2 separate regions of the Acanthopagrus latus genome follow, and region 2 is linked to region 1. The links are chromatin contacts, called in public Hi-C maps. All regions are on one chromosome and are shown on one strand. Each heading gives the region's core, a stretch centred on a gene start, on an enhancer-like site or on the middle of the called end of the contact. The rest is flanking DNA. Distances are from core to core; before and after follow the strand shown. Region 1 holds the start of elovl8b (ELOVL fatty acid elongase 8b). Region 2 holds the start of LOC119028023 (LIM/homeobox protein Lhx8).

Evidence for each region. Hi-C and Micro-C count contacts between places; a contact is called where the count stands out from the background.
Region 2: a Hi-C map of liver shows a contact between it and region 1, with 6 times the contacts expected there. The contact joins the promoter of LOC119028023 here to the promoter of elovl8b in region 1. A contact is called at or near these places in 2 of 4 Hi-C or Micro-C datasets (liver and muscle).

Annotation. Positions count from the first base shown.
Region 1 is chr11:11,793,037-11,798,852 of fAcaLat1.1, forward strand. It overlaps elovl8b (ELOVL fatty acid elongase 8b), which reads left to right and starts at 3,022. Exons shown (of 8, transcript XM_037113830.1): 1 at 3,022-3,285; 2 at 3,363-3,420; 3 at 4,341-4,528; 4 at 4,657-4,737; 5 at 4,887-4,943; 6 at 5,042-5,156. The coding sequence starts at 3,363. It overlaps mutyh (adenine DNA glycosylase), which reads left to right. Exons shown (of 14, transcript XM_037113828.1): 11 at 1-123; 12 at 271-416; 13 at 508-657; 14 at 2,123-2,860. The coding sequence ends at 2,257.
Region 2 is chr11:11,955,360-11,961,521 of fAcaLat1.1, forward strand. LOC119028023 (LIM/homeobox protein Lhx8) reads left to right here and starts at 4,421. Exons shown (of 8, transcript XM_037113492.1): 1 at 4,421-4,764; 2 at 6,045-6,162. The coding sequence starts at 4,684.

The DNA.
Region 1 (5,816 bases), core at 1,772-4,271:
AGAACTTCCCCAGAAAGCCGGCGAAGAAGCCGCCGCGGGTGGAGCGAACTCTGACGTGTGTGGTGATCCGAGCAGGAGAAGAGGGAGAGGACGAGTACCTGCTCACACAGAGACCAAACAAAGGTCAGTGCAGTGGTGGTGACGTGAACTCGTCTGTCGAAATAACGTGTCTCCAATGTTACACATGTTTGAATAGAATGTACACTGCACAACCTGATCTCTGTTGAGATTTTTTGAATGTTTCTCTTGAGTTTTTATATTTGTTGTCAGGTCTGCTGGCGGGCATGTGGGAGTTTCCGAGCCTCCTGCAGGAGGAGAAGAGCTCCGAGATGAAACAGAAGAAGGCGCTGTGTGCCGAGATCAGCAAGAAGCTGGGAACCCGCCTGACCGACAGCCTCCTCCAGTATGTAGGAGAGGTCGGTCAGATGTTTACCCATCACACACACACAAACTCTCTCTGTAGCTGTGTGACCGCCCTCTGATGCATCATTCATGGTCTGTTTGCAGGTGGTTCACATCTTCTCCCACATCCACCAGACCTACGTGGTTCACAGCGTGCGTCTGAAGGACGGTGACTCACAGGCGCAGACTGAAAACGCGCAGTGGCTCAGCAAGTCGGCTCTGCAGGGAGCTGCCGTGTCCACAGGAGTGAAAAAGGTGTTTATTTTGTTTTTTCAGTGTGTGTGTGTGTGTGTGTGTGTGTGTGTGTGAAGCCCTGCTGCGTGACTGAGGTCAGCTGCACCTGCAGGAGTGGACTTGATTATCACTCGCAGAAAGCCGACTTCAGCATCGCTAGTGTAGTTAATTACAGTGAATTTTCCATGTGTTACATTACAGGATTACACTGATTTGGAGTCTTCCCTGTTATTAATCGGCAGAAACTCTGGTCTGTTTTGACCCCTACAGAGATTTCTTCTATGCCCCCAGTTTCGTTCTAGTTGAGGGAGATTGTGTTTTTTCTTCAGCTCAGTTCTGTGACCACAGGAGTCACCAGGGGACAGGGACATCCTTATTTGTGCAAGTGTTGCTTGCCTTACAAATAGCCAGATGACATGTGGTAGATGTGCCTATTTTTTGTCTGTATTATTATGTAGGTCTTGTTAGAATGTTAGAATTTTACTGCCAGCACTGCCACAATTATGTATGTCATTGTCAATTATACATATTACATAGACGCTTCACATTATTCCTTGTCATACTGCACAATTATCTTTTACTCAGGTTTATGTGTTGTTACACATTTATACTATATTATTTACAGATCGTCCTTTATGTCTAGACTTTGCATTTTTCCTGGGCATTTTTTTGATCGTTTCCCATGCAATTAATGTATAATTATATATTATTAAACCTTCGGGTATAATGCTGTACACCGGGTGTGTGTTACCATTATGAGCAAGGTAATGCTGTGTAATTACTTTGTCTATGTGAAAGGTGCATATTCTGTACTTAAAGGCGCTGTATGTAAGAACTGGCCACCTGTTGAATTCATAGGCCTGTTCCAAACATATATCAGCAGCGTATCATTGGAGTAGCTGTTAACTGCTGCTTCTGTTTGCTGGTAAGCTCAGTTAGCCTCACAGACTGCGGATGTAGTAGTTGACTGTATTGGGAGCTCGGAGCACAAGAGAAGTGCTGGTTTTGTTCATTATCAGACTATCAGCTCTTGAGGTAAAAAAAAAAAGTGGCGTGGTGACAGCTGGTCAGCAGGTTGACTTGACTGTAACACAATCCATTTTTGACATAACACCAGTAATCATTATTATATTTTTTCTTCACCTTCTGTTGTTAATTAAAGTATTATTTTTTAACGTTTCAGAAAAAATTCTTGTACATTACACCTTCAATCAGCATCTTGTTTTATATTCTGTCTCTGTTTTCCCCTCTGCCTCCGACTCTTGAGCTGCTCTAACATGTGAATTTCCACTGTGCCGACTCCTTAGAGTTCTGTCTTATCTTTTTTAGATTGTGAAGCTATGTGACTCTGTGCACGGTCAAAAAGATAAAACACCTAAGGCAAGTACTTCTGAATATTTATTTTTCAAAAATACACCTCACTGTAAAATTACTGTTCTAACAGCAGATTCCACTTGTATCGTTCATGTCTGCTCGTCTCGTTCAGGATGGAAAAAGACAAAAGACCGTCGGCGTCAAGAAAGCAGCGACCTCTAAAAAGCCCAGACTGAGTGCAGATCACAGCGGCAGCAGACAGCTCTCCCTCAGCTCCTTCTTCAGCACTGTCAAACAGGAATCCTGATGGAGTTGTGTGCAAATGTCCAACATGAAGTTTTTCCACGAACGTGTGTTTTTTTGTCACGGCGTCATCAGTGATGGAATTACAAACACAATGACATCAAGATCATTTTAACACTATAATATATATATTTTTTTTATACTTTTTTAAAAATCTGCATATCCTGTATACTGTAAGAGTATCCTCTTAGACAATAGCAGTTTAAGATGATGCATTGTAGATTATGTTTTTTTTAATTTTTTTATCACTGTGTTATTATGATGACTAGTCTCGCTATGAAGTTACATTGATGGCATCCTAAAATAAAAGTAATATCATCTCAGGTTTAGGGCCATTTTACATGCATCTTGTGAGATAACTGTTGTGTTTGTTACCGCAATAAAACTGCAGTGTTTGTTCAAACAAAGTGAAGAGATTGTACCTTTGGACAGTAACAGCTCAGACACAAGACAAACAAACATCACGATTGATGCAGGCTGATGGTGCATGTCAACTGCCAAACAAGATGTTCTGTGTAATAATGTGTCATGGAGAAAGTGATTTCTTTTTCTAAAAAAATGCTATTTTTTAAATCAAAATTAAAAAAAATCTGCTTTCGTATCATAATGAGTTTCTGTGTGTTACTGCTACACACGGAGTTATTTTATCTTTCAGCGTCAGACTACTGGAGGAAACAGCGCCCCCTGCTGGGACGAACACGGATCAACCAGCCGTTCCGCCCCAAAAAGACAAAAAGTTCTCCAAACCGAAGCCAAGAAAAACAGGAAGTGATCCAGACCTTCTCAGTGACTTCCTCCTCAGGTGGAAGTGTGCTCCGCGTCTGCAGCTGCTGTGTGCACAGATCTGATTTAGTTCGTGTCCTGAGCTGTCCGGTGAAAGTCTGCTGCAGTTTGTTTGTGTCCTCATTCATTCGCCTCAGGGAGGACCTGATCTGTCCGCAGGGCGTGCTGCTGCAGCTGCATGTTGAACTTTGCTAATAACTAGTTGCCAACTTGTGTCCAAAGGTTCTCCAGCGTGTTGAAACACACTCAGTGAGTAGACTTCTCTCTTTACATGCTGCACATTTGAGCGTTTGCAATAATAACTTTTTTTTATTTTTTTTCCCCAGATGGCTTCTCTGTGGCAAAGTGTCCTCTCTGTGCACCAGAGGATAGTGGACAATGGAGGTATGATTAAAATTGTGTTTTTCCTCTCGTATACAGTTTATCTTGCATTTGTTTAAGACATTCTCAGTGTGTAAGACAAGCCTGGACTGTGTGTGTGTGTGTGTGTGTGTGTGTGTGTGTGTGTGTGTGTGTGTGTGTGTGTGTGTGTGTGTGTTCAGTGTGGGGGAGTTGTGAGATGCAGATGTGCTCCACAGCGAGCCTTCACAATGACTGCTCTGTGGCTCGTCACATGCATGAACCACCATGACTCTATTCAAATGGTATTATCTTGTTACAGTGGTGGAAACATAGTCTAGGAGGAGAAGGAGCAGGGACCCAGATTCACCAGACCAAAACAAATGTATTCAACATTTAAGTGTTTTTTTGGATGGGGGTTTGGTTGACGTTGATAAGACTGCAGACAAACTGTAAAGACCTGAACTTTGCGGACTTCAACAGAAACTGTCTTTAGGGAGGGATAAGAGTTTGGGAAAATCATTGCAGCTCTTAAAAATGTGTTACTCTGATGCTTTAACACATCAGTTTTCTTGTACTCCTGTCTCTTTATAACGTGCCCCCAAGAACCCAGTCTCCTCTGATTGGTCAGCTCACACACGCCTGAGCCTGCAGCGCTCACTGTGTCTCCAATCGGCTCTGTAATGTTTACAACCTCACTTCCGCCATATTTATAGGGATCAATTACGGAAATGTGTGACATGGTGATGTAGTGTGATGTCACAAAGTCGCAAAAAAACAGTGGGACTCCTGGCGAGATGTTCAGGGGGGTTTGTTGAGCTTCTGTTGGCTCACAAGACATTTTACACACACAACAGCCTGTAAAACACACATAAATAAATAAAAATAGGTCAGTAATAGGTCCCTTCTGACTTGTTTCTAAATGATGCCTTCGAGTCCCTGACACAGAACTCTGTGTGTTCCAGACAAGAGGACGGACCCGTGGCTGCTGGTCTACTCCCCCGTCCCGGTGGCAATCATCTTCCTGATCTACCTCGGTGCGGTCTGGGCCGGCCCCCGTCTGATGAGACACAGACAGCCGGTTGACCTCAAAGTCGTCCTCATTGTTTACAACTTCGCCATGGTCGCCCTGTCCGCCTACATGTGCTACGAGGTGTGTGTGTGTGTGCTGCATGATCTAAAATATTAAGATTTACTTGGATATTTAGTCGATGCTGCTGCCTAATTATATTACTTGTGTATCGTTGGATTTGAAGTAACTCTCTGAATATTTACACACAGTTCCTGGTCACGTCTTGGCTCTCAAACTACAGTTTACTCTGTCAGCCTGTAGATTACAGCACCAGTCCGCTGGCCATGAGGGTAAGCACGCCTCACGTCATGCTTTGGTCACTTCGATGTGTTTGGTCTGTCACAAGCCACACATTTCACCAAATGATATTTCTATCGGCACTTTTAAAAATAAAACGTACAGTAGAATATGTCAAACTCATTGTTTTCCCGTCCTCTAGATGGCCAGAGTCTGCTGGTGGTTTTTCTTCTCCAAGGTGATAGAGCTCAGCGACACGGTAAGTACACATGTAAACGCTGGATGTGAAAGAATTTGAGGTGTGACAGCCGGAACTCCAGAGCGTGACGGTCTCCTCTTCTCCTCCGTCATGAGCAGTTCTTCTTCATCCTGAGGAAGAAGGACAGCCAGGTGACTTTCCTTCATGTTTACCACCACGCCACCATGATCTTCAACTGGTGGGCGGGAGTCAAGTATGTGGCCGGCGGACAGTGTAAGTCAACTATTTTGGTTAAAAAAAAAAAGCCTGAGTTTCAAATTAAGCATATTCTATATTTGTTATTGTTAACAGAAACCCGCCCAGCTGCTTTCATGAACAACTCGGCGCCTTTTTAAAACAAAAAACATGTATTTGTGCCACTGACAAGTTAGGCAAGTTGGAAGGCATTGAGAGACGAGCTAACACACCGCTGGTTTGGGTCTTTTTTTGAGTTAAAATAACCATAGGACAGAATTTTTTTTTCCCAGATTCTAGATATCGGTAGTTCTGTTTTGTACCCAGGGGCTCAATACAGAGGGAGTGAGAGGTGTGTTTGTTGTGTGATGGTACGATGATGTTGAACTGGACTATGTAATTCAACAGATGATCAGATGACAGATTTTTATTTTTATTTTATATATATATAAATGTGAATAACAAGCGCTAAACACTGTTTAGTGTGACTGAAATGCTCTGAAACTAAGCCTAAATATTGGGAGTTAAAATCTACATAAATCTTGGTGACACACACATATCATTCAAAGATGAAAAGTGTGCCAGTTTTGATACACTGGACAAAATTCCACTTCAAAATAAGTATGAACAATTTATATTTATGCTTTCTTGCATTATGTGAGAATTGTCTAAAAACAAGCATCCTACGTCTGACTGCCA
Region 2 (6,162 bases), core at 3,171-5,670, 160 kb after region 1:
CATTATATCTTTGAGAGGCCTTGTGTGTTTGTACTTCTTCATGTTATTAGTCTGTCATGTTTTTGTTTATGCGCTTCAAGTCTCCCCTTGTTTCAGTTTTAATTCTATCTCAGCAGTTTGTATTAGTTTGTAAAATAACATTAATAACTACATAATTAACTTGTTCTTTTCTTTGGAATATACCTTTTCTTTTTATCTCCCTCTGACCTTTTTAAAACCCCCAACATAGAACATTACTGAAGTGGTTACTCTTGCATTTGCCACAAGCAGGATTAAGGTGACCAGGCTGCCATATAAGACAAATGTTTTTGTATTTTATATGAGCTGATGCAAAACTGATGACACCATTTAACATAATTGATGAATGCTAAAAGTGTACTTAATCATCTTTTATAATTATTTCATTGTTAACAAATAAACTCTTTATAAACCATTTATGAAGCAACAGTAAAGCTTTACAAACATCACTTACAACTTGATCCACCACAACCCATCACACATAAACGCCAACACGTCTGTTTCTCATGACATTTGGGCGTTACTGTTGCAGTGTTTTAATGATTTATACATTTGATAAGTCTTTTCATACAATGGTGTTGACAGTGTTGACAGAGATGTTATCTGTCTCCTGCTATGGATATATTGCAACTTTACAGCTCATCAATTGGTTTTAGAAGGAATCGGATTGTATCTTAACTATGAAATCACTATCAACTAAAGTGTAATTGGCTGTAAATGTATAATTTATCAATGAAGTGTTAGTACAAAACAAAATATATGTGACGTTTGTTTGCCAAAAAGCCCTTCACAGAAAACGATGTGTACATTATCTTGTCCTACATACTGCTCCTTATGTTTGGGGTCAGTAAGACCCAGAGAGATGAAACTCCCTGCGTGGATGTTTGGAAGAAATAACAGAAAGAGAGAGATCCATAGAGACTTTTCTGTGATTTGTTTTTTTCAACCACGCACTCCCTCAGACAAAAGAAATTGCTCAGTAGTCGACTTCTGAAACATTAAAGTAAAAAAAAAGAAAAAAAGAAAATGTTTACAGACATTCTCTGAGAGTCTTTACATATAAAGTTAATAAATAATGTTAGGAATGTTTTTTAACCTGCTAGGCGGGACAGATTCTTCAGGAGCCCAAAATGAACATTAAGCTTAAAAAAGTTCTCATTCTAGTCACATCTGTCGAGGACCTCCGCAGTAAATACAAGCCGAGTATAAATCAATGAATGGTAAACAAATGATTGTTAAAACAGCTTTTGTTAAATGCATTACAACAATGCCACAGTTGCATAATTCTCCAGGAACCCGTTTTGCCACCATGATCCCTGACCTACTTCTCACCTGTCATATTTAATAATTAAGTAATTATAGATGGTGCTGTGTACCGCAGCAGCTTCAGACGTACAGCAACGCAGCGGCAGACCTAGTTCCTAAGCATGTTGACAGATGAGGCATTTGTTTTTGTCTGGTCCGCATCACTCAAAACATTTACCCAGTCAGCCATGCAATGTGGAAAATGAAAACATGCGACTGTTACACTCACACACACACAGATTTACATCTTCCCCAACGTCTGTGGTCATATCAGGTATCCTACAGATGGTGAGTAGGAGTGATAAAGACTTTAATGTCTGACAAAAAAAAGCGTTCATCTCTTCATGATAAAATGCTCGCTAGGCGCTGTAGGCATCATGCGTTCTCTGACCTTTGACCTCTCCGTCAGAGCTTCATCGTCGAGGCCAAAATAAAAAAAATGGGGGGAAAAAAAAGCTTCTGGGAAATTTTTTCCTACTTGAAAAATGTAACAGAGAGCGGTTGTCTCACATGCTGCTTGAGTGAACTCTCTGCTCTGCAGCCTGCAACGCTCGAGATGTGTTATCTGATAAAGAAAAAAAAAATAAAAGCATTCATCTCCACCAGGTGGAACAGGACACATCTCGATGGAGGCACGCTAACTCCTTTATCCCTCTGAGATGGAGCGATACGGATGCAGACTCATGCTGGTGCAGGTTACTGTTATCCCATCAGGACACAAAATAACCTTTTTTTTCTGTGTGTGTGTGTGTGTGTGGCGGCTGGGATGGGTGGGATTGCGTGAGCGGCGGGGTTGAATGAATCAGTAAAAAACAGAAACTTCTGTCACTCCTGTCGCTCTGATCCTTGTGAGGTATCTGTGTTACCTTGTATAGTGTCCCCCCCTGTCGCTGTTTGGACGTGGGCTGCTTTTTTTCTGTTTTGTCATGCAGCTGAAGAGGCACAGACACTACAAAGGCCAAAGAGCAGTGGTGGAAAGTAATTAAGTACATTTAGTCAAGCACAGGTAATCCCTTGTACTAAGATGACATTGGTTTTCCCTCCTCATTGTTTTGTTTCAAGCAGACCGTGTATTTATACACAGAATGTTTGAAAAATCTAACAATATTTTCCCTTTATTTTCCTCCTTTTTGAGATCCAACAACCCAATATGAAGCAGAGTATTATTAGTGGTAGCTCAGCTCCCACCTAGGTTACGACCATGAAGCAGTGTTATTACACTAGTTGAGGAAATATGGTTGTTTAGTTTGTGGTCATAAATCCTGGAAATCAGAGAGTATCTTTGCACTTCTGCTTACCTCGTCTTGAAGTCAATGGATTCTTGAATGAGATTCCAGTTCGATGCCTGAAATAAGGCAGAAGAGAGACTTGTCAGTTCACCGGTCTGTCTTTATAGGCCGACTTAAGCTACAAAGTATTCTAACTCTAACCTCACAACTTGTAGACAAACTAACAGATATATAATAATAATATATAAGTATATAGAAATTTTATGGGGGCCAAAAAAAGGGTCATATTTATGAGCAAACCTCAGAGGTCAGCTGAGCTGGCTGTGCATTTTTTTTTATTATAATTATTGATTTACTGTAAATGATCAGGACCAGGTGTAAAATACCAGGTAGAAGCACACTATGCCTATGTGACTCCTGAAGGGAGGGGGGTGGCACTCATAAACAACTGTTTCGGGGTGGCTGTGGTTCCTCCGACCACCCTTGGGGGCCCCCTGGGCAGTACAAAATCGTGGGTGTCAGCGGGGTTCATCTTTGTATGCCTTCGAGTGGGTCGTAAAATCACTGCAAGGTTTTGGAAGCAGAAATGAAACGAAACCTTGAAAGTTAAAGTTATCTTTTTTCTTTCTGGTTTGCTTTTTTCCTCTTGTGGATTACAGAGTCATGCTTCCTCTTTGGGTCAATTAAAGTGATTCATACAAAATAAGGGGGTGAAAGAAGAAATAATCACAATTCAGTCAGTGAGTAAGGAGGGACAGCAAGTACACACTGACAGATTTCAAGGGATCATAATCATCGTCTGACTCAGTTTTCTATATGCTGATACCAATTTTTAAAAGAGTGGGCCAATACACACACATGTTGTTTCTTCAGTGATCCCTCAAATGTGGTAATCAAACACTGGATTATGTCACAGAGGCAGGATGTTTTACAGTTAAACAATAAATGTTACTGTCCAAAATGACATCACTTCTTCGTCATCGTCATGTCAGATCAGTTCCTTTTACTTATCGGTGCCGATCAGGCAACATTTAGGCCGATGCTGATATATTACTGTGATAGGCCAACGTCAATATATCGTCCAGTCAAGGAACCGCTGCACAAACAGATCTCTCAAGCTGTTTTAAACATCATTAAATATTAGCACACTAAAAGATTCAGTACTTTGTCTGCTATGCTGGTCAGAGTCAACATACCTGTCATGTTCATGGGTGTAATAACCGGTAGTGGAAAAGATTTTCTCTAGCCTTTTATAAAAAACACTTAATTACAACACAAGGCCCTGCACTCGAAGGTGTGAGCAGGCACAAGGACAGAAATATGAGCAACAAAACACACTCGAAGCAGCACAAGGAAATGTGCTCGCTCTGCAGAACAGCTGCTGAAAGTACCCAAGAGTTTTCTCTCTCTCTCTTTTTTTTTTTTTTTCCGATTCTGATGTGTTTTAGAATCCTGGCTGATTGTGGTTGAAGTGTTAGTCCCTAACAATTAAGTTTAATGACAACAAAATACATCATGTTCATCATCAGACGATCACACTTTTTTTTTTTTTTTTTTCAATGTGGAAAGTAGCCGATGACTGCAGGTGTCAGATAAACAAGCGGAGTGAGGAGTGCATTTCCCTCAGAAGTGTGTGTGTGTGTGTGTGTGTGTGTGTATGTGTAGCAGATCATTAGAACACCTGAAGTGCACCTCAAGAATTACAGTTATGTGAAATCACAATGCATTGTGTGTCATCTCTGAAGTTAAGTGTAGGCAAATCTCAATTAAAATCGCATCTTGGAAGAACACAACTGTGACAGACTTTATTTTTTTATCCCCCCCCCCCCCCCCCCCCCCCCCCACACACACACACACACACACACTCTCCTCTTCATCTTCCTCCTCCTCAAAGCCACACAACAAGCTTATTTCCAAAAAGGGGAGGCGCGGCCAGAGAAGACAGGGAAATATGAATTACGATCCGCCCCTCTGGAAACAGCTCGGGGCACACACACACACACACACACACACACACACATATACAGACTGAGAGAGCAATCCTGGAGGAGAAAGAAAGACAGAAACAAACAAACAGAAAGAAAAGGAAGAAGTTTGACTCTGGCACCGGGGGAGCCTCCTGGACGCAGACATGCGCTGGAAAAGTGAGGTCAAAGTGGAGTGCTGCGTCGTGAGCGAGGACGAGAGCGGATCGGTGCTGTCCAACGATGAGGTGAGGTTTTTTTCTTCTTCTTCTTTTTATCGTTGTTGTGACTGAGCGACGCCGGCGGGGTTTGAGGTGATTAAATTAAAGTGTGGGGTGTGTTGGGGGGGGGGGAATGGAGCCCTAAGCCTCTGTCATTAGAGCCGGTCCGGTCCACACGCTGACAGCTCGGTATTTTCACAATTTGAAGAAATGTCGCAGAAAATTACCCCTCCTTGAATTCCGCAATTAAAACTCAAGTAGTTAATGAGACCTCTTCACCTTTTCGCTTGGCCCGGTAAGACGTTTTGTGTGTGTGTGTGTGTGTGTGTGTGTGGTGAACTTAGCCTTTTTTAATTGCTGTTATTAAAAAAATCAAACCCCCTTTTCCAGGAGACCTCGCGCTGCTTCTTTGATTGACGCGTGAAATTGGCGTGGTGTGTGTATGTGTGTGTGTGTGTGTGTGTGTGTGTGTGGGGGTGGGTGTGTGGGGGGGGGGGGGTGTCTTAAACGCGCGCGGTGCAAGTCGCCGAATCCCCCCAAAATGCAGATCTCAAGCACATAATGCACATCGGATAAGTATTAGCTCAAGTGTTGTCTTGTTTTTGTAAGTAATGACTACCCTTCTCTTTTAAAATGTCATTTTCGGTAATCGTCGGGGGGGTTGTCATGGTGAAAAAAGTGAAAGGCATGATATTTATGGGACGGGAGCGAGGGGGCATTTAAGGCAGCTGCCGCGGGTCGGAGAGGAGGGGACGCACCGCCGCTGTCATGTGCGAGGATTGCAAAGGGGACGAGGAGCTGCTCGGCAAATGCTCTGAGGACAGGAGGGACATCATGGTAGGAAGGAAGATGAACCCTGATGTGTTGGCAGAGTGATCCAGATGAAGGTTTTTTTTTTTTTTTTTTTTTTAAGAAATAAAAGAATAATAATTGTGACTGTGCGTTTCAAAATCAAAGCAAATTCTCGAGGGCAAATACTTAAAACGACTGTTCCATCTGGCAAAAGACAAAAAGACAGAAAAAAGGATGCAGTTAATTAAAAAAAAAAACTTTTAACTTTTGACTTTTTTCCCCCTGTTTGAAACAATGGTAGTTAATGTCGAGGTTACTCGCCGCAAATACTTGAAGCTAATTGAGCAGAGAGCCGAAACCACCGGAGTGATTTGGTTTTCTTGAGTTTGGTGATGTAACAGGTGGGGGCTCACACGTGTAGTAGCAGTAGCAGTGGTAGCCAGCCGCTGCGGGCTGTGGAGGTTGGACGCGTCCCTGTGCGTAAAGTGCGCTCACCGCAGGTCTGATCCCTTCAGGGCGCGCCGGTGGAGGTTTTGGATGAGGACGCGTCGTCGCTGCAGGCGATGGCCCCGCTGTTGGGCAGAGCTGTGTGCGCCAGCTGCAACGAGGAAATCGTGGATAAATATTTATTAA